2 separate regions of the Danio rerio genome follow, and region 2 is linked to region 1. Evidence: chromatin contacts called from public Hi-C data. All regions are on one chromosome and are shown on one strand. Each heading gives the region's core, a stretch centred on a gene start, on an enhancer-like site or on the middle of the called end of the contact. The rest is flanking DNA. Distances are from core to core; before and after follow the strand shown. Region 1 overlaps tex11 (testis expressed 11). Region 2 overlaps dlg3 (discs, large homolog 3 (Drosophila)).

Evidence for each region. Hi-C and Micro-C count contacts between places; a contact is called where the count stands out from the background.
Region 2: a Hi-C map of embryo shows a contact between it and region 1, with 2.4 times the contacts expected there. The contact joins two enhancer-like sites. A contact is called at or near these places in 4 of 18 Hi-C or Micro-C datasets (caudal fin, embryo, skeletal muscle and 1 more) and 1 of 4 datasets of contacts at active chromatin or transcription factors (caudal fin).

Annotation. Positions count from the first base shown.
Region 1 is chr14:37,610,010-37,615,599 of GRCz12tu, forward strand. It overlaps tex11 (testis expressed 11), which reads left to right. Exons shown (of 31, transcript XR_012389866.1): 24 at 1,216-1,288; 25 at 1,397-1,546; 26 at 2,934-3,042; 27 at 3,156-3,276; 28 at 3,638-3,805. Among named protein-coding and RNA genes, the nearest start is that of tex11, 16 kb to the left of the region's middle. Within about 2 kb of position 3,267, at least 3 of the 62 cell types and tissues checked have an H3K27ac peak or open chromatin away from gene starts, as enhancers often do.
Region 2 is chr14:37,752,519-37,758,108 of GRCz12tu, forward strand. The region is part of intron 2 of dlg3 (discs, large homolog 3 (Drosophila)); the gene reads right to left. Among named protein-coding and RNA genes, the nearest start is that of dlg3, 9.8 kb to the right of the region's middle. Within about 2 kb of position 2,688, at least 27 of the 62 cell types and tissues checked have an H3K27ac peak or open chromatin away from gene starts, as enhancers often do.

The DNA.
Region 1 (5,590 bases), core at 2,017-4,516:
TGTTTTGTAAACTACAAAGTGACATTTGTTTAAAAATCTGAAAAAAGTATAGTTAATATATAAAACAATTGAGACCTTAGGTTGCAATATTAAAATAGTATTATTTAAGGATTTAATATGTCCATAAACAATAAGAGGGCTTTGTTGTGGTGCAGTGGGTAGCATGATCACCCCACAGCAAGAAGGTCACTGGATCAAGCCTCAGCTAGGTCAGTTGGCATTTCTGTGTGGAGTGTGCATGTTCTCCCTGTGTTGGCGTGGGTTTCCTCAGGGTGTTCCGGTTTCCCCCACAGTCCAAATACATGCGCTGTAGGTGAATTGGGTAAGCTAAATTGTCCGTACTGTATGACTGAATGAGAGTGAATGGGTGTATTTCCCAGTGATGAGTTGCAGCTGGAAGGGCATCCGTTGCATAAAATATGTGATGGATAAGTTGGCGGTTCATTCCGCTGTGGCAACCCCAGATTAATAAAGGGACTAAGCCAGAAAGAAAATATTTGAATAAATGAAACAATAAAATTGGGTTTGATAGTTGGAGACCTTTTAGTCAAAAATAAATCATGCTCCTAAATGTTTATGGATTACTTTTCATTGTTAAAGATGATCTGCCTATTTGTTGATGTATGTATAAATTGTATACACTGTTTATGGGCTTAACAATAAAAAAATAATAGAAATAAAAGGTTTATGGATTACTTTCTTCTTTATCCATTCATTAATTTACCTTCGGCTTAGTCACACACTAAGTATTAAGAACAATTTAGTTCACCCAATTTACCTGTAGTGGTTGTCTTTGTACTGTGGGGGAAACTGGAGCAAACGGAGCTAACCCATGCCAACACAGGGAGAATGTGCAAACTCCACACAGAAATCCCAACTGACCTAGCAGGGACTCAAACCAGCGACCTTCTTGCTGTGAGACGACAGTTCTAACCACTGAGCCATCGTGTCGCCTTACTTTCTTCTTTTTAAACAAAATATACTGAAGAATGTTGTGGAAAAAATCAGCCATTCACATCCATATCTGGAACACAATTAATATGGGAGTCAATGGCTGTTTTTTCCCAACATTCTTCAGTATATCTTACTTTGTGTTCAGTTGAGGATGTGTTGTAACTATCCCTGTATGGGATAAACTCTCTCCCATTTCAGTTTTCACCATTCATGCAGTTAACCAGCAGAGGGCGCAGTTTAAAACATCTCCTTTACTTTCAGACTGAGCTGCTGACCCAGACTCTAGAAAACATTCAACTCTGTAAAGAGATCTGGACCACCATCAAAACATCAGGTGCATTTCCTGCTTCAATTATTTTACGTAGGCAGAATTAACTTCTACCTGTTTCTCCAAATTAACAAGGACCATAATCACTTTTTTTACATGTTGTTTCTTCATTAGGCATTTCTTCTCAAGACAAAACAGACTCATTATTGCTGCTCTATGAGTTTGAGGCTCGGGCCAAATTAAATGATCCAAAACTGGAGACTGTGCTTGAATCAGTTTTGGAGCTGGATAACATCGAGACCAAGCTGTTAGAAGTGATCGCAGGTCAGCTTCTCAAGACATAACCCTCTAATGCAGTGGTCTCAAATTTAATTCCTAGAGGGCCGCAGCTCTGCATAGTTTAGTTCCAACCACCTCAAAATCACACCAGCTGAACATTCTCTAGTAGTCTTGAACACCTTGATTATTTGGATCAGCTGTGTTTGATTAGGGTTGGAGCAAAACTGCAGAGCTGTGGCCCTCCAGGATTTTGAGACCTCCAGGATTTTGAGACCTATGCTCTAATGGATAATCAACTATTGGCTCTGTGTATGGATATACTCTACTATTCAAAAGTTTGGAGTTGTTTTTGTTTTAAATCATACTTTAATTCATTTATTTTCTTTCAGCTTAGTCTTTGATTTATCAGAGGTAGTCAAAATAGAATGAACAACCAACTATTCCAGCATATGTTTTAAACAGCAGGAACACAGTACTGGGAAACCTCCATACATTCTCACATTCACACACGCACTCATAAATTACGACAAATTTTATTCACCCAATTCACCTGTAGCGCATGTCTTTAGACTAGAGATGCCCAAACTAGGGCCTGCGGGCCAAAATTGGCCCATGATAACCTGTGATTTGGCCCACCATCCCATCTGAGAAGAGAGTAAGAATGATGGGCAGGGCTGGAGTCTTTTACAGAGATCCTCGTTTCTAATTTAATGTAAGCTTTTTTTGTTTGTTTTTATTGCTAAGCTACAAAAAAGCAAACTGAAATGAAGTGCTGTGACTGAATCAGATTTAAAAATATAAAAACTGACACTCCTCAGATACAGGACAATGCAGAAGACATTGGTGAGCAAATCGAGGCAAAAACAGGTGCAGCTTGAGTATTGTTATAAGTTCATTACACAATTAAAAAATCTATATTTTATTAGTTAATATAAATCAATGTTTATAGTTATTTTTAATTAATCATACAGTTGATTCTCTGTACAATTCTATCCATTAAAGTTTAAAACTCCTAAAAAAATTTTTTTTAAAAATGCAAATACAAATCCATCAGCGTTTCATTTCTGCCACCCCTGGGGGGATTATGTTATATTAAACACACAGCACATTGATTTTATGGCACCAGATTAAACCTTCTGACACCTTTACAGCACTCACGTACATTAAAAATAAACACAAGCCACAAATGAACATGGAGGATTGTCTCCAAGTGGCGTTCTCCAAAATTAAATGATGATTAGATTTGGACCTATTGGTATGTGTGGGCCAGTGTGTACGATTTATACAGCATATTTAAACCACCTCAGAGGATACTGGGGGTCACAAGTCACTGGCATTGTAATTTTAAGGGTTGTGAGCTAAAAACTTTGGGAACCCCTATTGTACAAAACGGCTGGATCTGATCTGATAGTTCTGTTCTTTGTGTCTACAGTGCTGGCAATGGAACCACCAGCCCATTACCCGGTACTTTGTAAGAAAGCACTGAAGATCGCTCTGTCTCTGCACAGAAAACAACCACAGGTGGACCTCATGCGCTGCAGGTCAGACGAGCTCAGTGTTTGCTACTTACACAATGACACATAACAAAAGACATTAAACTGTTTCTCATGTGACACACACCTTATACTCATGTGTGTGTGTGTGTATGTGTTAGTAACTGTTTACACAGCCTGATTCAGCTGAGCCTGCCGAACGGTGTGTCCGAGGTTCAGCCTTGCGTGTTGGAGGAAGTGTGGGGCTACTATGAGGAAGCTCTTTCCCTCATAGCAACTGCAGTGAGTTGGTTACGGTGACTCAGCAGGCATCACACACGACCCGCTGCAGCTCAGCCCCGCAATTATCCCCATCTTTGAAAGAATCTCCTGTTTCTGTCAATGGGCTTTTAGTTATGCCTCAGTTAGCAGATGCTCCATTCACCAGCCTCTTCCTGCCAATTTGGATGCTAATTTGAAGATCTCGCCTGTATCTTTTATCTTGGACTAGCGTTGCAGAAAACTTGCATAAGCATCAGGCTGCTATTCTCAATTCATGACCTTCAAGACACCATTGATATTGAATAGCATTCTATAATTCTGCAGCTATAATTACAGCGTTTAGACCAAACCATTCCTCCATCATATCTCTTTTCTATCACAGACCGAGGACTTTCCGGAGTTGGAGATCCTGTGGCTGCTGACCCGAGCGTGGAATACAGGAATCCTGCTCTACAGTCTGGCCCAATACCCTGAAGCAGAGAGGTGGTGTGGGCTGGGAATGAGCTTCTTGAGGTATCTGGGCTCTCTGCAGGACAGCTATCAAACTCAGGTATGTGCCTCTCGCTGTACAGCCATTTGAACACTCGGCACAAGGTGACACATTTCACTGCCACAATCCCAAACGCCACACCTCACCTGTCTAAACTTGTTCCTGGCAGACTTCACCCTCAACCATAAATAAAACCTGTGTCGGGTCTTTACAACGTGAAGGCCGGTGTGTTGGAGATAAACTCAGGATGTTGGCCTTCCAGGAGCCATGCATTCAGCAATTTATCTTCCACAAAGGTCTTCACAAGTGCCCCCAATACACTGCTTTGTGCCCTTAAAGGAATAGTTCACCCAAAAATGAAATTAACTCACCATTTACTGTTTCAAGAGGTTCCAAACCTTTATGAGTAAGTCCTTTTTCTGTCGAAAACAAAAGATGATATTGCGAGAAACGTTAGAAACCTTATTGGTTTTAGTTTTGAAATGATGTTTTAGATTGAAAACAATCTGCGTCCACACTGACGTTTCACTTAGCAGTTCTGAAAAGATCTCCGTCCACACTACACGGCTGAAAACGCACATCACGTTATCACACACACTCTGGAATGTGGAGATCTGAGCTCCAGGCAGTCAGCGAGTGCTTTGAGCTCATCTACCCAGGTGGGAGCAGTGCACGTCGGACAGTTCATCAAGGATATATCGCTGGATCTCATCTCACTAAAGTTGTTAAATGTAATATTTAATTCATCTTGTCTCTATCTAACGCCTCTTTGGTCTTTTGAATATATTACTTGTTCTCAGGTAACGTGTTTTGGCTGAGCACAAAGATAAGTTAATATGTTTATTTATGTACCCTTGTACACTGATTCTGCACATTTGACTTACTGCTTGCCTTTATTTCCTATATTGTATAAACTTATTGAAAATTATACTTTTATTTATTATGATTATTATCAATTGATATTCAGTAAGAGACGGCATGTTCGTATTTTTCAATGAAAATGAAAGGAGGCAGTAATGTTATAGGCTTCATTTTGTTATAAATATACATACAATGAAGACGACACTCATATAAATATGTAGCTACACGACGCCTCAACATTTTTGCTGTCTTGTAGGTTTCGAATATCATAATGAAAATAGGCAGTTCCTAATATCATGTTTTCAATTTATTGTAAAGAAAGTGAAACAACGTACACAAGGTGATGTGAATGAGGTTGTAAAGTACACTGTTCCCTTTGATGATTTATCCGATGTGTCCTCGGGAGTTTGTTTTCCATATCAAACTTGCGGAGTTTGAACAGAAGGATGCAAGACTGAACTTAATATTACTTAATATTGAGAAAAAGGCCCAATCAGAGAGGAGAATGTCTGCAGCCATGCCTCCGTTTTTAGATGTCTCCGTTTTCCCCCATCCACATTGACACGGAGCAGCAGTGCTTTAAAACCAAATTGGCCTCTTCAGCATTTCCAAAATGCTCCGTTTTCGGGCCTTGAATACTCTAGGGTAGGATGGACGAAACCATAGCAAAATGTATGCATTTTAAAACTAAAACCTATTGGTGTAAACAGGGTCTTAGAAAATTCAGTTTTGGGTGAACTGTCCCTTTAATTAGTACTTTTATCTGATCAGCAAAGCCAGAGCAAGGGTTTAAGGTAACAGTTGGGAATAGGCCATGTTTGCTTCATACTCTCAAGTAAAGCTTTTTCAGCCCCTCAGTGGGTCATTTGATAGGCGCAGAAAGGCTGGTTTCAGCCATGTGGGCAAAAAGTTTCTTGCAGTAGGGAAGTTTAGTTCAACCAGTCGAGTTTGGCAGTGATTAATTCATCCTGAGTTCTAGGAATT
Region 2 (5,590 bases), core at 1,438-3,937, 140 kb after region 1:
CAGGACGAAGAACCGGGCTGGGGCCAGCTGGGCAAGACGTCTGGGTGGGGCCGGCAGGGCAAGACGTCTGGGTGGCGCCGGCAGGGCAAGACGTCTGGGTGGCGCCGGCAGGGCAAGACGTCTGGGTGGCGCCGGCAGGGCAAGACGTCTGGGTGGCGCCGGCAGGGCAAGACGTCTGGGTGGCGCCGGCAGGGCAAGGAGTTGGGCTGGGGCCGGCAGGGCAAGATGTGTGGGTGGCGCCGGCAGGGCAAGAAGCCGGGCTGGTGCCGGCAGGGCTAGACGTCTGGTTGACGCCGGCAGGGCAAGGAGCCGGGCTGGGCTTCATCCGGGTGCTACGGTTTCCCCCACAGTCCAAAGACATGCGATATAGGTGAACTGGGTCGGCTAAATTGTCAATGTATGAGTGTGAATGAGTGTGTATGGATGTTTCCCAGAGATTGGTTGCAGCTGAAAGGGCATTCGCTGCGTAAAACATGTGCTGGATAAGTTGGTGGTTCATTCTGCTGTGGCGACCCCGGATTAATTAAGGGACTCACCCGAAAAGGAAATGAATGAATTTTGTCACTGTTTTGGGGCACAGTAGCATATAGATGTCCTTAAGACTAACATACTGACCATAATCTCTAAGAAACTTTATTTTGATTTCACTGGAACTTTAATTTTTGAAAATAAAAACATGCAGTACAAACTGCAGCTTTAATTCCATGAATTTACCAATTTCATTCAATGTCTTTTCATGTGTAAACAGAATAAAAATACTTTTTTGAAAGCGTGCTTTGTTATTACTATTTAAATGGGTGGTCCACTACAATATCTTATTTTAAACTTTAGTTAATGTGTAATGTAGCCGTGTGAACATGAACAACATCTCTGAATGAAATATGCTCAAAGTTCAATGAGAGACAAGGGAGACGTTCGCTTTTACAGAGTTAGCTTAGCAAAGCCTACAGCGAACGAAGTTTGAGGACTACAAAAAAATACATCCGGGTTAATGAAATCATAACCCTTCAGGTTACATGCATTCACCACACGCATACAACAAGCGCAACGAAGGAGCATAGCCAGAGGTGCTGTAATGTTATAGCAGAGAAAGCTAAAATGCCATCCAAACGCTGCTATTATTCCCAGAGCTTCTTCTGTTTCTGTATTTGGGCTTCCAAAAGACATGACACAAAGAGAAACGTGCTCACAATTTAACTTAATTATGTTCCAGAGAATTATAAAAAATATATAGCTCCAGTATTTGACAAAAGACAGCTTCCAGAATCTCTCCCAGTTCAGTGCTGGACTTGGCTAAAAATTCCTCCAACCGTCGAAGCTGTGGATTGTGAGCCACAACCTGTACGTAAGTATTTTTATTTGTTAAAATTGATCTATTGCATGCACAGTTTCTAGCGTTAACGGTATGTTGTAGCGAGAAAGTAAACAAGGACGTACAAAATGGGAAATTATGTTTGGCACCGTTAACAATTTAGCTACAAATTCATATTAATCTGTTAAAACGGCTGTTAACACCCACAATCTTCAGCAGCGCTGCAGTGTCTCTCTATGCGGACGTTTTCCCTGCGTTCTACATCTCAAATAACCATCTCGCAAAAGATATGTGAACGTTTCATATTAGTTACACATGCTTATTCCAAATATATGTGACAGATCTTGTGTGATTTTATTTTAGAGAGCCTGCGTGAGGTTCAGCTGCATGCTCTTCATTTTCTGTCTGATTCAGCAACTGTTTACACAGCGCTAAACACATGCTTGTAGGGGTGTGACGTGGTGAAGTGGAGCCGATCTGCAAATCACAGCACATTATGTTAGCACACCAACCAGAGCCTCTTGTGAGCAGGCCTTTCGGCGGAACTAGGAAATATGACAGTCATTTTCATGTAAGCAGAGTAGCTGTATAGAATCAAAGTAAGGTATATGAAAAAATAATGTGTTTTCTATAACTGAAGCATGAGCATGCATCTTATAGACAACCACCCTTAAAAATACACTGTGGACACCCTTTAAAACCATGTTTATTATTTATAGCACTAATATGGTGTTAATTTGATCCCAAAACATTTAATCTGCAGAAGTTATTTCTGCGTTACAATCATGACACCACTGATGACAGTTCTAACCAGTATGGTTCAAATCGTGATGTGTGATACACAGTTGGGAAACAATCGTGACTAGCTAGCTAGTCATCTAGCTAGTAAATCACATCAATGGTCATGCCCCTAAAACACCCCTTTCCTCCTCGAATCAGAACGTTTTGTTTCTTTACCCCAGCCTTTCCTACCAAGTGTACGTCTTACCTCATTACCTCTCAGGTCACTAACTGTCGTGGCCTGTGGTCACCAACAGAGGGGCGACCGGCTGATGAGAATGGAGGGAGACAATACTACTGATGTCACCCACACTCCCACGTTGGCCCACAGCCTGCACTAATAACATAATGAGATGCTTGTTACCTCGCTGCGCCTTTGAAGCAGAACGCGCTCTCAGCCCCCTTTGCACTAGAAGAAACGAGCGAGTCTTTTTTAAGACTGAAGAAAAAAGAGCTGGAGAGAAAAGCAACTCTTTTTTGGAGAGATATGCTGTGAACTTGGACGGGCGGCGCATGCGGATGGTGTGTGTGAGGGGGCTGTTAGGGGCAGTAATGGAGTCCCACTTGGGTGCAGCGGGAAAGACAGTAGAAGAATGGGGCGATGTGACTCATCATGGCTGTGTCTGTGTGAGCCTGTGCGAGTGGGAGGAGAACAGTGTGTGGGAAGCGGTTTCATCGCCTGGCTGGCCAGAGCCAGATGAGAAAGCCAGAGAACAGAGAGAAGAAAGCGAGCGGCGGGGAAAGTAAACTGAAACGTGGAGTCTTCCGCTAAATGCAGCGTGATTATAAAACATGCAGCTGTATGATGAATGGAAATGTGTAAGTGTGTCAGACAGAAACACCTCCTCGTTTAGTAAAGCTATCTTCAATGTCTTTGAAGATGTGTGATGAAATATGTGCTCATCGAAGAGACCTTTCCCCTCAAAATGCATGATCAGGTCAGGTCATATTTGTAATGATTTATTTGGGATTATTATTGTTTATCTCAGCATTTAAGCCAAGGGATAGATCACACAAAAATAAAATTTTACTCATGTACTCAACTTAAAACCTTTTTAAGTTTTATTCTGTTGAACAAAAGAATTTTACTTATTTTGAAGAAAGCTGAAAATGGGTAACCATTGAAATCCATAGTAGGAAAAACTAATTCTATAGAAGTCAGTGGTTAAAGGCTTTCAGATTTCCTCAAATTATATTCTTTAGTCTTCAACAGAAGAAAGAAAGTCACACAGGTGTGGATTAAGTAGATGATGACAGAACTTTTAGCTATGGTTGAACTACCCCTTTAAAAAAGTCTAATTTTACAAACGTTTTGGGCCAGATGCTAATGGTCTAATCTGATTTAATGATCTATGCTAAGCTAAGCTAAAAGTGCTTCCGCCAAGATCAGCTAATTGTATTCAAAACTGGTAAAACTCAACTGTTTAACTCTAGGGGAGTTGTATGATAAACCTATTTCCAAAAAAGGCCAGTGTTCCTTTAAATCTCATGGATGTTATAGTATGTGCAGCTAAATGATTCTGTACAATGTGCTAACATATCGTGATATATGAGTACATTTATTACTGACAAAGTTCTGCTGAAATTATACTTTTGTTTTCCCCGTTCCAGCAGAATGTTCCCAATGCCAAGTAAATCCTAAAAGACCACATAAATTCCTGGCCACTGTACAAAAAACACACAGTCCTTTTGCTTAACTACACAGACCTCTCCACAGAATCATTTTTACACAACTGCTCTCCTTTTCACTGGGTTCACCTCATTTCATAGTCAGCATTAGTTTGACACATGGTTAGTGGAAAAGTGAGTTTCAACACTCAGCTGTTATGTTCAAAAAGGTCTTTCTACGGTTGCTCATAAACAAAATCTAAACAAATTTGTAAAGTTCAAAACAGCACACTAAAGCAGGTCGCACACCAGAAGCGACGCTCGGCGGCGCGGCGCGCAGCGCCACGTATTTTAGAATTCTAATCATAGGTTTCTATCAGGATACACACACCGGCGCCGCAAGTCGGCGGCTGTCGGCGGCGCCCGGCGACGGCTCAGGACGCAGTTCATTTTTCAGCCGCGCCACAGAGCGCCATCTGATTAGTTTCATGTTAAATATCATTCGAATGTGCGCGTCTGGTGTGCGATACTTTAATCTGTCATGTACGCGCCGTGTCGCGGCGCCGAGCGGCGCTTCTGGTGTGCGACCTGCTTTAGAGTTCATTCATAGGACACTGTAAAACAAACTAAATAATTTCTACAGTATTTTGCAGTGTAAATTACATGCATTATACTTTTTAACATATGGTGAAGTCATTTATACAACTGCTGAGATCTCTCAGCACCTTGAGTCACTTTCATGAGGGACCACGCAAGCAACAAGCATTTACCATATGTTTAGATGATCATTGTGATTTAGATCTTCCACTGTGTACACACACACATATACATAATTAATTCATATATCTATGGAATTTCTAAGAGATTTCTTAAAATTTCTCAGTTTCTCTGGATCAGTTTCTTGCAAATTTCAACTAAAATTTTAGTTAGTAATTTTTTTATATATTTTACTTTGATTTGTGACATACAATGACAATTCATCTAAAAAAAACTTTTCACTAGTGAGGAATAAATATTCCACCATTGGCTTGTGCTGTCCAAAAATAAAGAAAAACATGTCTGCACACATGTTATTTGTTATTTTGACTAATTGTTATTTTATTCTAAATATCACACATTTTTCTTTTAATAAAGAAAACATGATGCCAAGAACAGTTTGCAGAACAAAATACTGTAAACTATCAACCATAATTCACTGTAATAATTTAAACTATTAATTAACTATAAACAGTATATCAATTAGCAACATTCAGCAGCACAACTTACAACATTTAAAATAAATAATATTTTAAATTGAATTAAAATATGAAGCTTCATTTAAACATTTTATAAATATTTCACAATTTTTTTACAATACATAGTTAAATTGAGAATTATAGACTTCACTGACAGAGTTTACCTAAAAAATGCAGCAGTTGATGAGGTAAAATTGACCAGTAACAATTTAAATGTGGGACTAAGTAAATAAAATCAGTTTTAACAAAAATAATAATAATCTGTTACCAGTTTTACCTCATTTACAGTTGTTCCTTTTGAAATAGTGCAAGAAGTACTTTGTGTGGTTAGAATAGGATTATAAACACTTTTTTTGAGGTAAAATTGAAGTACTGTTTAATATATCTGAAAAGGAGGAACTAAAATATGGATGACATAATAAGAGACTCATTGTTTAGTTTGGAAAGTACTGGGAATTATGGAGTGTCAGTTTCCCCCATGAAAATAGCCCTGCCTTGATACTGGGTCACATTTTGGGCACAGAACCTATGTGATCCCTTGTCTGTTTGTGTGTTTGAAAACAAAGGGATGAGTGTGCAGTTAGGAAAACCTTTGTTCGAAATTGTGCAATCATGCAGACAACCAAACAAGCCCACAGTCGAATCTTCCTGCCTT